2 separate regions of the Sus scrofa genome follow, and region 1 is linked to region 2. The links are chromatin contacts, called in public Hi-C maps. All regions are on one chromosome and are shown on one strand. The core of a region is the stretch at or near the end of the contact, and the rest is flanking DNA. Distances in the headings are between cores, read along the strand shown. Region 1 overlaps TMEM127 (transmembrane protein 127). Region 2 holds the start of CIAO1 (probable cytosolic iron-sulfur protein assembly protein CIAO1).

Region 1 (4,251 bases), core at 1,400-3,899, 48 kb before region 2:
AGAAGGTAAGAACCACTGGGACAGGGCCTTCCCTGGCACAAAACTTACACGACAAAAAGGTCAAGGGGCTTTATTAAAGTTAGTCTCAGGTTTAGTTCTCCTCTTCAACAACACAAAAGGGGTGGGGAGAATCTGGTCATTCAAATTCTAAGAAAAAAAAGGAGGGAAGAGGGTTTGAAACCTGTTGCCGATTCTCCAGTCAGACTGCAGCATGGCCGTAAGCCAGATCAGCCAGACCAAACGGATCCCATCTAATTGTGACTTGATCTGAACAGTGTGGTCTGCTTTTGACTCAGAATAGGAAGAAAAACTTCTCAGAGGAATAAGAGGGTCATATAAACCACATCCCCTTATATTAGCATCCGGGACAAGATTACATCTGTCCATTCACACAGCTTATCTACAGCTTTGAGGGCTCCAAGGGAGCAGTCCCCACTGTTCGGCCGTCAGCCTTCCAAGAGGGACATGTCCTCAGCACTCAGTCAGACCTGAAGTGTGAAAACTAATGCCTGAATCAAGACAGTGTTTGCTATACAGTCGGACTATGGAAAAATCCTATTCAACTCCCCAATTCCCATCTTTTAACACAAAGGTTAAAAAAACAAACAAAAGAACCCCCGAGCCAAAGTGTTATGTTTTGAGCATCTCCACTGACTCTTATCAAAAACACTGATGATACAGAGATTTCCTGTCTAAAAGGATTAATTTCCCCATGTTCTTGGTAAATGGGCTACAGAAGGAGGCATAAACCTGAATTAATAGAGCACATGAATACAGAAGAACTGGCCAATTGAAAGGAAACTGCTTTGGGTGGGTGAGTCAACGCAGTGTGAATGGGAGGCAAAGAGAGACAGTTCTTGGTACAAACTCTATGTCCCTAGAGATGGGAGCGAGGTGAGGACAAGGCACTTGCACTGCCAAGCAACAGTTCACACCCGCTCAAGATCAGGACTCCGACCAAGAGCGCTCCCATGACCCCCGCTGGGACTCGACCGTCCAGTTGGTCCTCCAGAACTGAAGGAAACCCAAAGTGCTGCAGAACTGAGGCTGAGAATGGAATGTGGGCAGAGGACACCGCTCAGGGAAGCAAAAGAGGTTGTCCCCTCTGGCCTGAGGTGAGCGGCTGGTTCCAGATTTGCTCAGTGAAACAAGCAAATCAAAATGCTTGGCCTGAGAACATGACAATGTCCCCCCAGATGCCTCCTCCTCCTCCTGCTTTGATAAAGAGCAGCAGGGCTCTGAATGAGACCGGACACAAGTACTGAATTATCTTGCACTGGTGGTTACAGCAGACACCTTCTAATACACGCCCCATTCTGCAGCGGAGTGATAAGAGCCCGGGCTGGAAGCAGCCTGTCCCTCCTTATCCCAAAGGTCTTCAAGCATACTCGATCCGGGCAGGGCCGCAGCTACCCTCACTCTTCCGCTCGGAAGATGGGGCCGTGGCCTTGGCTTCACTCCCCACTTCCATAGGCTTAGACGAGATATAGTCCTTCACTTTGATCTCCATGTTCTTGGCTTTCAGAGTGGCCATGTGCAGCTTCTCCAGGAAATCTGGCATGCCTGTCGGGAGAGAAGGTAGTCTGGGTAGGACAACACACAAACCAGCAGTGGGTGCCAAATTAGAAGGGCCTAGGTACCTTTCCTCATTGGGAGCCAGGGCCTCCTTACAGAGATCACCACCTGACTGACAGACAACCAGGGGTTCTGATCAGGCCACATGAGTCCCAAAGGCTCTCTTTTAAGTGATTAAAATATGACTGATCATCAGTGGCACAGCCTAAGTATCTGCCAATTCTGTCAGAGGATGTCAAACAGAAACAACGAAGCTCCTCTCCATTCTCCCCCAGAGGGAACCAGAGAGAAGAAAATCACGAGGCTGCTTTTAAGTCGAGAGACTAGAAGGGAGAGGGGCAGTGATGGCAGGGAGGTGCGGCCTCTGTAAGTAACAAGGGCGGGGGGGCCCTTCTCCAGGTGACTATCCTATAACCACATTTTCTGTGCTAGGTTTTGTGGCTTCCAACACATCTAATAAAAAAATTAAATGTATCAGTGCACACAGTCCATACTGATGGCATTAAGCAAATATTGTTCAACTTCCCTCTGGGCACAAGTTCTTTTTTGGGACTCCAGAAATCTCATCCGTCCAAACTGCAGCTGGAAGCTTTGATATCTTCAAAATGGCATTTAAGAATGTTCTCGAAAAGGCTCCAGAGAGACAAGTACTAATCTCTTTGATGCCACTAAAAATCTAGAGAAAAAAAATGCTCAGCCCAGGCCCTGTACTTATACGCAAGTACCCACTCACCACTGGAAACCATCCAACTAACGCAGTAGCGAGGAAACACAGTCTGGGGATTGTCACTGTACGTCAGCAGGTAGTCAAAGCCATTCTGGAAAAGAAAAACAGCAAAGATGAAAAGCACTGAATCAGCCCGCACCCTGCCTCCATATCCAGTACCACAGAATAAACACGGTCTGATTCTGGGCAGAGAATGGCATTTCTTCACCCTGAGCAGAAAAGAGTTAATAAGACCCGAGAGGTTGGCTCTGGCTGGGGGCCAAGAACTAGGCTCCGACTGTCCACGGTCAAGAGTTAAGTGCTAGGGGTGGCTCCCTGTGTCTGTGCAAACAACACGCTTCACGCCAAGCACCTGCTTTCCTCCTGATAGGGGCAGGGATCTTAGGATGTGCTAAGCAGTAGGTGCCTGTGTGACCAGCCACCAGTGCAAATCTTGGGCCCCGAATCTCCGATGGGCTTCCCCAGGCAGAAACATCACACACATGTTGCTGTGTTTTACAGCTGTGTGTGTGTGGAAGGGGCTGTGCTCTATGAGCCCTCGCGGGCAGGAGAGCAGGAGGAAGCGTCCAGATCTGCCCGTGTCTTCCTCTTTTGAACAGCTGAGCATCCTTACATCACTGCAGTAAATCTTCCCATGAGGACAACTATAAGCCGAGTCCTTGGGGTCCTTCTAGTGAATCTTTGAATGCAGGGGTGGTCCTGAGGACCCCAATGTTTAAATAGCTTAATCTTTACCAAAATGATATTAACTCTACTACTATTACTACTCACAGCAAATATTTACATGGTGCTTAACCATGTGTCAGGAACTGTGCCAGTTCCTCACAACAATCCTATGACGTAGGCACTGTTATCCCCCATCTTACAGACGGGGAGATGGAGCACGAGGAGGTTAAGAGACTACTGCCCATGAGCACCCCCATACTCAACAACAGCCAAGATGAACCCAGATTTCTGACCACCGGGCGCAAGCACCCACTCTCTCTGGCTCGGTGAAGGGCAGGAATTAAAGAGATTTACATGTGCCCTGATCCCAGGAGAAGTCTGAGCCAATTATGCTCCACTTTTCAGTCTGCACTTTTTAAAGCAGACTGGCTGTAACTGCAGGTGGCAGCACTAGGACTCTAAACTCCCATGCCTTTACACCAAAGTCCATCTTTATTCCCCGGTTGAGATGTTCAGTCTTTTATTCATTTATTCAACATACATCTCAATGTCTGCTACATGTCTGGTACAGTGCTATGCACCAGACAGGAAATAAAAACATGCTAGTCCTTGCCCTCAGGAGTTTCCAAGTAATAGGATAATAGGTGCCATAATAGAGCTATAGATTGAATACCACAGAAGCAAAGAGGAAGGAGAGGTAAAGCCTGCACGATGGGAACATAACAGCACTGACCAGAAAGGCTGGCTGTAAACCTAAATGAGCTGGTGCATGTCAAAGACTTCATTCTTCCTATAAAACATGTGGACTGGGAAGTCAAAAAGGCCTGGGTTCTCACCCACTACTGTTCATACTGAAAAAAGGAAGCCAAACCTGAAAAGAATGGTTACCTATAGGAAGGAACTATGCAGAAGGAACAGGGATATAAGCTGAATTACTCTATTTCTTATTTTACAAATTTGAGTTTGGAAACAATTTTTTTTTTTTTTTTTTTTTTTTTGCTTTTTAGGGTCACATTTGTGGCATATTGAAGTTCCTAGGCAAGGGGTTGAACTGGAGCCACAGCTGCAGGCCTACACCACAGCCACGGCCACGCCAGGTCTGTGACCTACACCATAACTCACAGCAACGTCAGATCCTTAACCCAATGAGTGAGGCCTGAGATTGAACCCGCATCCTCATGGATATCAGTCAGGCTCGTGACCGCTAAGCTACAACAGGAAATTCCCAATTTTTTTTATTACTTAATAAAACAATTATATTAAAAAGCAGTATCTAAAAGTCA
Region 2 (3,829 bases), core at 296-2,795:
AGTAATGAACTCTGCTGTTACTAGGGCTGTTTGGAATCCACTGACTGGTCTTCCCTGTAAAAGCCAGAAAAGGCCATCCAGCTCTCCCACCACACAGCAGGCTTTATGGTCATTACTGGCAACAGGGCTAGGACAGGATGAGCTCCCCGCCTCCTGTGTCCAGTAAAGACAGCGATCCTTTTCCCCTTTCCTCTGTCTTTCTGGCTGGGAAGCATGATAATGAACAAAGCAACAAACCTTACCTCATTCCAGCACACTTGCAAGGCTTCCAAGAGCCAAATTCCAACTGTTTTACTGAGGGTGGCAATGGAACTGACTTCTGCTTATTGAAAATACCATAGACTCCCTTTTTCCTCTAACAACAATTCAATTACTATAGAACTCAAAAATATTTCTAAAAATCTAGCAGTATTTAAAACTTCCTTTTTCTCCATCAATCAGTTGGCCCCAAAGAAACCTTCCTATATCCCACAGGCTCCTTAGACGGAAACAGCTAATTGTGATGCCTAGCAAGAACCCTTATCTTCTTTCCGATACACAGCGCCCTTCCTCCGGCAGAATCCTAAAATAGCAGTTCAGATTAGCATGGCGTTGAGGAGTGGGAGCCTGGCTGAATAACATCAGAATTAATGAGCGGCCGGACCCCAAACAGAGCCACCTGGTGGGCAGGAATCGGGCTGTTTCCTTCAACCAAGTGCCTGCTCCAGGCTATCTCAGCTCCAGCCCGCACCACATTCGCTCTCGGAAGAGGAGGCCCTATTGCCCAGAAAGAAGAGGGCCGGCGCGCAGCGCCCTCACCTTTCAGCAGGTCCGGGTGCACGTAGCCCAGCACGTCGGAGACCCCCAGCTCCTGGCGGGAACAGGTGCCACCGTGGATGTGCAACCAGGCAGGCTCGGCGAGGGCAGTACACAGCGCGGTGATGGACAGGGCACCCGGTAGGGCTGAGGCCAGGCTACGCTCCGGCTGCTTGGGCAAAGCGCTGCCTCCCGGGCTCCTCCGCCGGCGCCCGCCGGGCAGCCCTGCGCCTCCGGGGGCGTACATGCCCGGGGCCGCCCGCCGTAGCTCCGCGGTCGCTGCTGGTCGCCGCCGACCTCCGCGGGGCGCACAGAGCCTGCCTGTCCAGGGGAGGAGAGCAACGCACTGGGTTCGCAGCAGGTAAGGCTGGAGCAAAGCTGTCAGGGTCCATGCTGATGAGGACAGGGGTGGGACAGAGGGCCGAGCTGAGACCCGAGAGCTGCGGGGGTTAGGGAACTGGGACCGGGTCCCTGGAGTGGGACTGCGGAGGTGCGGGATGAGGACCGGGAGAGGGCTAGGGGCCCGCTGCATCTCGGCAGAGCGGAGTAGGGAGAAGGCTGGGACGAAGGTATCCGTTACTGGTGGAAGAGAGTCTTGACCAGAGGGGTCTTGGCCAGAGGGAGTCGAAGCGCGGAGAACTAGCCTGGGCCGCAGGGATCGGGGACCCAGGATCTGGGAACGGCGCTCTGGGGTGCGACCTATACCCAGAAAGGACCCGCCTCTCACTAACTCCTAATCCTTACCAGTCAGCAGGCCTTAAGTGTCTGGATGGCGTCGCTCCGTCCCGTCAAGGGCTCCTCAGCTCTGCGGGGCCGACCGTTCCCAGGCCCCAAACCCGCAACGCCCGGACAGACCCGGGCCCGATCCACTTCCGGCTTCTACACCTCTGCCCCCGCCTCCTCCGGCTCCCCGCCCCGTCCCCCGCGCCAGACACAGCCCGGGCGCGCCGCCGGTCCCCTGCGCAAGGCCTCACGGGACTGGTAGTTCTAGCCGATACCGCGATGTTTTCCGCTGTGGGGACTGGAGAGGGGTGGCTAAGGACCGACTACAACTCCCAGAGGGCAGCGCGGCCGCAGCAGCGGACCCTTTAGTTCCTAAGAGAACCCGCGGCCCTTGGGCGGAAGCAGGTTTGCGTGGTGGGAGCCGCAGTCGGCAGTGCTGTCTCTGCTCACCACTTTCTGCGCCAGGCCGCCATGAAGGACTCGCTGGTGCTGCTTGGCCGTATCCCGGCGCACCCGGACTCCCGCTGCTGGTTCCTGGCCTGGAACCCCGCGGGAACTCTGCTGGCCTCGTGCGGTGGCGATCGTAGCGTCCGCATCTGGGGCAGAGAGGGTAAGGCCGGTCCCGGCTTGCCGCCGAGGGATCTACGTGTGCTTGGTGTGGGTACCATGCTCTGGGAGTGCGCAGCCTGCGGGGCAGCAGATTCAGAAAGGCGGGGTCACTGGCCGAGGGAGAAGATGGAGGAGCCACTTTCGAGTTGGACATTAGCCACTCTCTGGTTTTTCTGGCTAGAAGCAAAGATGTCAGTAGATGGCCGAAATAGGGAATTATGACAGTTTCTGAGGCAGGAAAATGAGAGAAGGTGGTAGGAAAGTAGCCTGCAGAGTATTTTGCGACAGACGATGAAGTTTACATTTTGTCCCAACGGTATTTGAGAGCCATTGACTGTTTAGGGCCGCATCCGAGGCCTATGTAAGTTTCCAGGCTAGGGATCAAATCGGAGCTGCTGCTGCCAGCCTACGCCACAGCCACAGCAACACTGATCTGAACTGCATCTGCAGCCTACACTGCAACAGCGGATCCTTAACCCACTGAATAAGGCCAGGGATCCAACTCGCATCCTCATGGATACTAGTCGTGTTCTTAACCCTGAGCCCCAACAGGAACTCCACCACTGACAGTTTTAAATCAGGAGGGCAACTCCTCATTTGTTTTAGAAAGATGCCTCCTAAGGAAGTGGATTCAGTTACAGCTTTCTGAAAGCATGTTGTTAAATACACCCACTGAACTTTGCCCTCTCAGCTGGGCTCCAATACTGGTCCCCATTACCCAGTGGCATCGTTAGTACTTCAGTATCTTCTTGTGCACCCAGCTCCAGAGCCTGGTCTGCTCTCTGCTTTTAGGCGACAGCTGGATCTGCAAATCTGTCCTCTGTGAAGGCCACCAGCGCACCGTACGGAAGGTGGCCTGGTCTCCCTGTGGAAATTACCTGGCTTCTGCCAGCTTTGATGCCACCACTTGCATTTGGAAGAAAAACAAGGATGACTTTGAGGTAACTGGGTTGGATGGGGCCAGGATTGTTGGAACCTGAACTGACCTGAGTGGGTAAGGCTGTACCCAGGAGGACTGCAGGAGTCTTAGATGACGTTGATTCCTGTCCCTCTTCCCTTTTCACAGTGTGTAACCACTCTAGAAGGCCATGAAAATGAGGTCAAGTCAGTAGCCTGGGCCCCATCTGGCAACCTCCTTGCTACCTGCAGCCGAGATAAGAGTGTGTGGGTCTGGGAAGGTGAGTCCCTCCAGGCACAGTTGAGAACCAGCCATCAGATCCCACCCGTGTCCCTTATAAGCTCCCTTCTTTTTTCTGCCGCAGTCGATGAAGAAGATGAGTATGAATGTGTCAGTGTCCTCAACTCCCATACACAGGATGTCAAGCATGTGCTTTGGCACCCAAGCCAGGAGGTAAGAGTCAGGTACCCTGGTGGGAAGGAATTCTGATGTGGAGGGTTGTGCCCAACCTTCTTCCACTCTCCAGCCTTAGCCTGATTCTTGCAGAGATCTCTATCTGTGCCCCAAAGACGTCAATCAGTCCCTTTATAAAAGTAGATCGCTGGGAGTTCCCTGTCCTGTCCTAGGAGGGAGAAGTGCTGGAAGCACAGGTACTTCCTGGGCCCTCCAGACACGTCCTGTGTTTTCCCTGGCCTTCTCCACAGCTGTTAGCCTCTGCCAGCTATGACGACACAGTGAAGCTCTACCGGGAGGAAGAGGATGACTGGGTATGCTGTGCCACCCTTGAAGGTCATGAATCCACTG

Evidence for each region. A called contact is a pair of places that touch in the nucleus more often than the background predicts.
Region 1: a contact with region 2 is called in a Hi-C map of blood, with 2.2 times the contacts expected there. The contact joins the enhancer-like site here to the promoter of CIAO1 in region 2. A contact is called at or near these places in 2 of 5 promoter capture datasets (fetal liver and liver), 13 of 47 Hi-C or Micro-C datasets (alveolar macrophages, blood, epiblast stem cells and 7 more) and 2 of 2 datasets of contacts at active chromatin or transcription factors (alveolar macrophages and skeletal muscle).

Annotation. Positions count from the first base shown.
Region 1 is chr3:47,013,124-47,017,374 of Sscrofa11.1, reverse strand. TMEM127 (transmembrane protein 127) reads right to left here. Exons shown (of 11, transcript XM_021087100.1): 10 at 2,309-2,393; 11 at 1-1,563. It overlaps STARD7 (stAR-related lipid transfer protein 7, mitochondrial), which reads right to left. Exons shown (of 8, transcript XM_003124844.6): 7 at 2,309-2,393; 8 at 1-1,563. The coding sequence ends at 1,379. Among named protein-coding and RNA genes, the nearest start is that of STARD7, 23 kb to the right of the region's middle. Within about 2 kb of position 2,649, at least 2 of the 83 cell types and tissues checked have an H3K27ac peak or open chromatin away from gene starts, as enhancers often do.
Region 2 is chr3:46,964,719-46,968,547 of Sscrofa11.1, reverse strand. CIAO1 (probable cytosolic iron-sulfur protein assembly protein CIAO1) reads left to right here and starts at 1,545. Exons shown (of 6, transcript XM_013995867.2): 1 at 1,545-2,128; 2 at 2,920-3,068; 3 at 3,194-3,478; 4 at 3,730-3,829. The coding sequence starts at 1,990. TMEM127 (transmembrane protein 127) reads right to left here and starts at 1,690. Exons shown (of 11, transcript XM_021087100.1): 1 at 1,540-1,690; 2 at 799-1,116. The coding sequence starts at 1,042.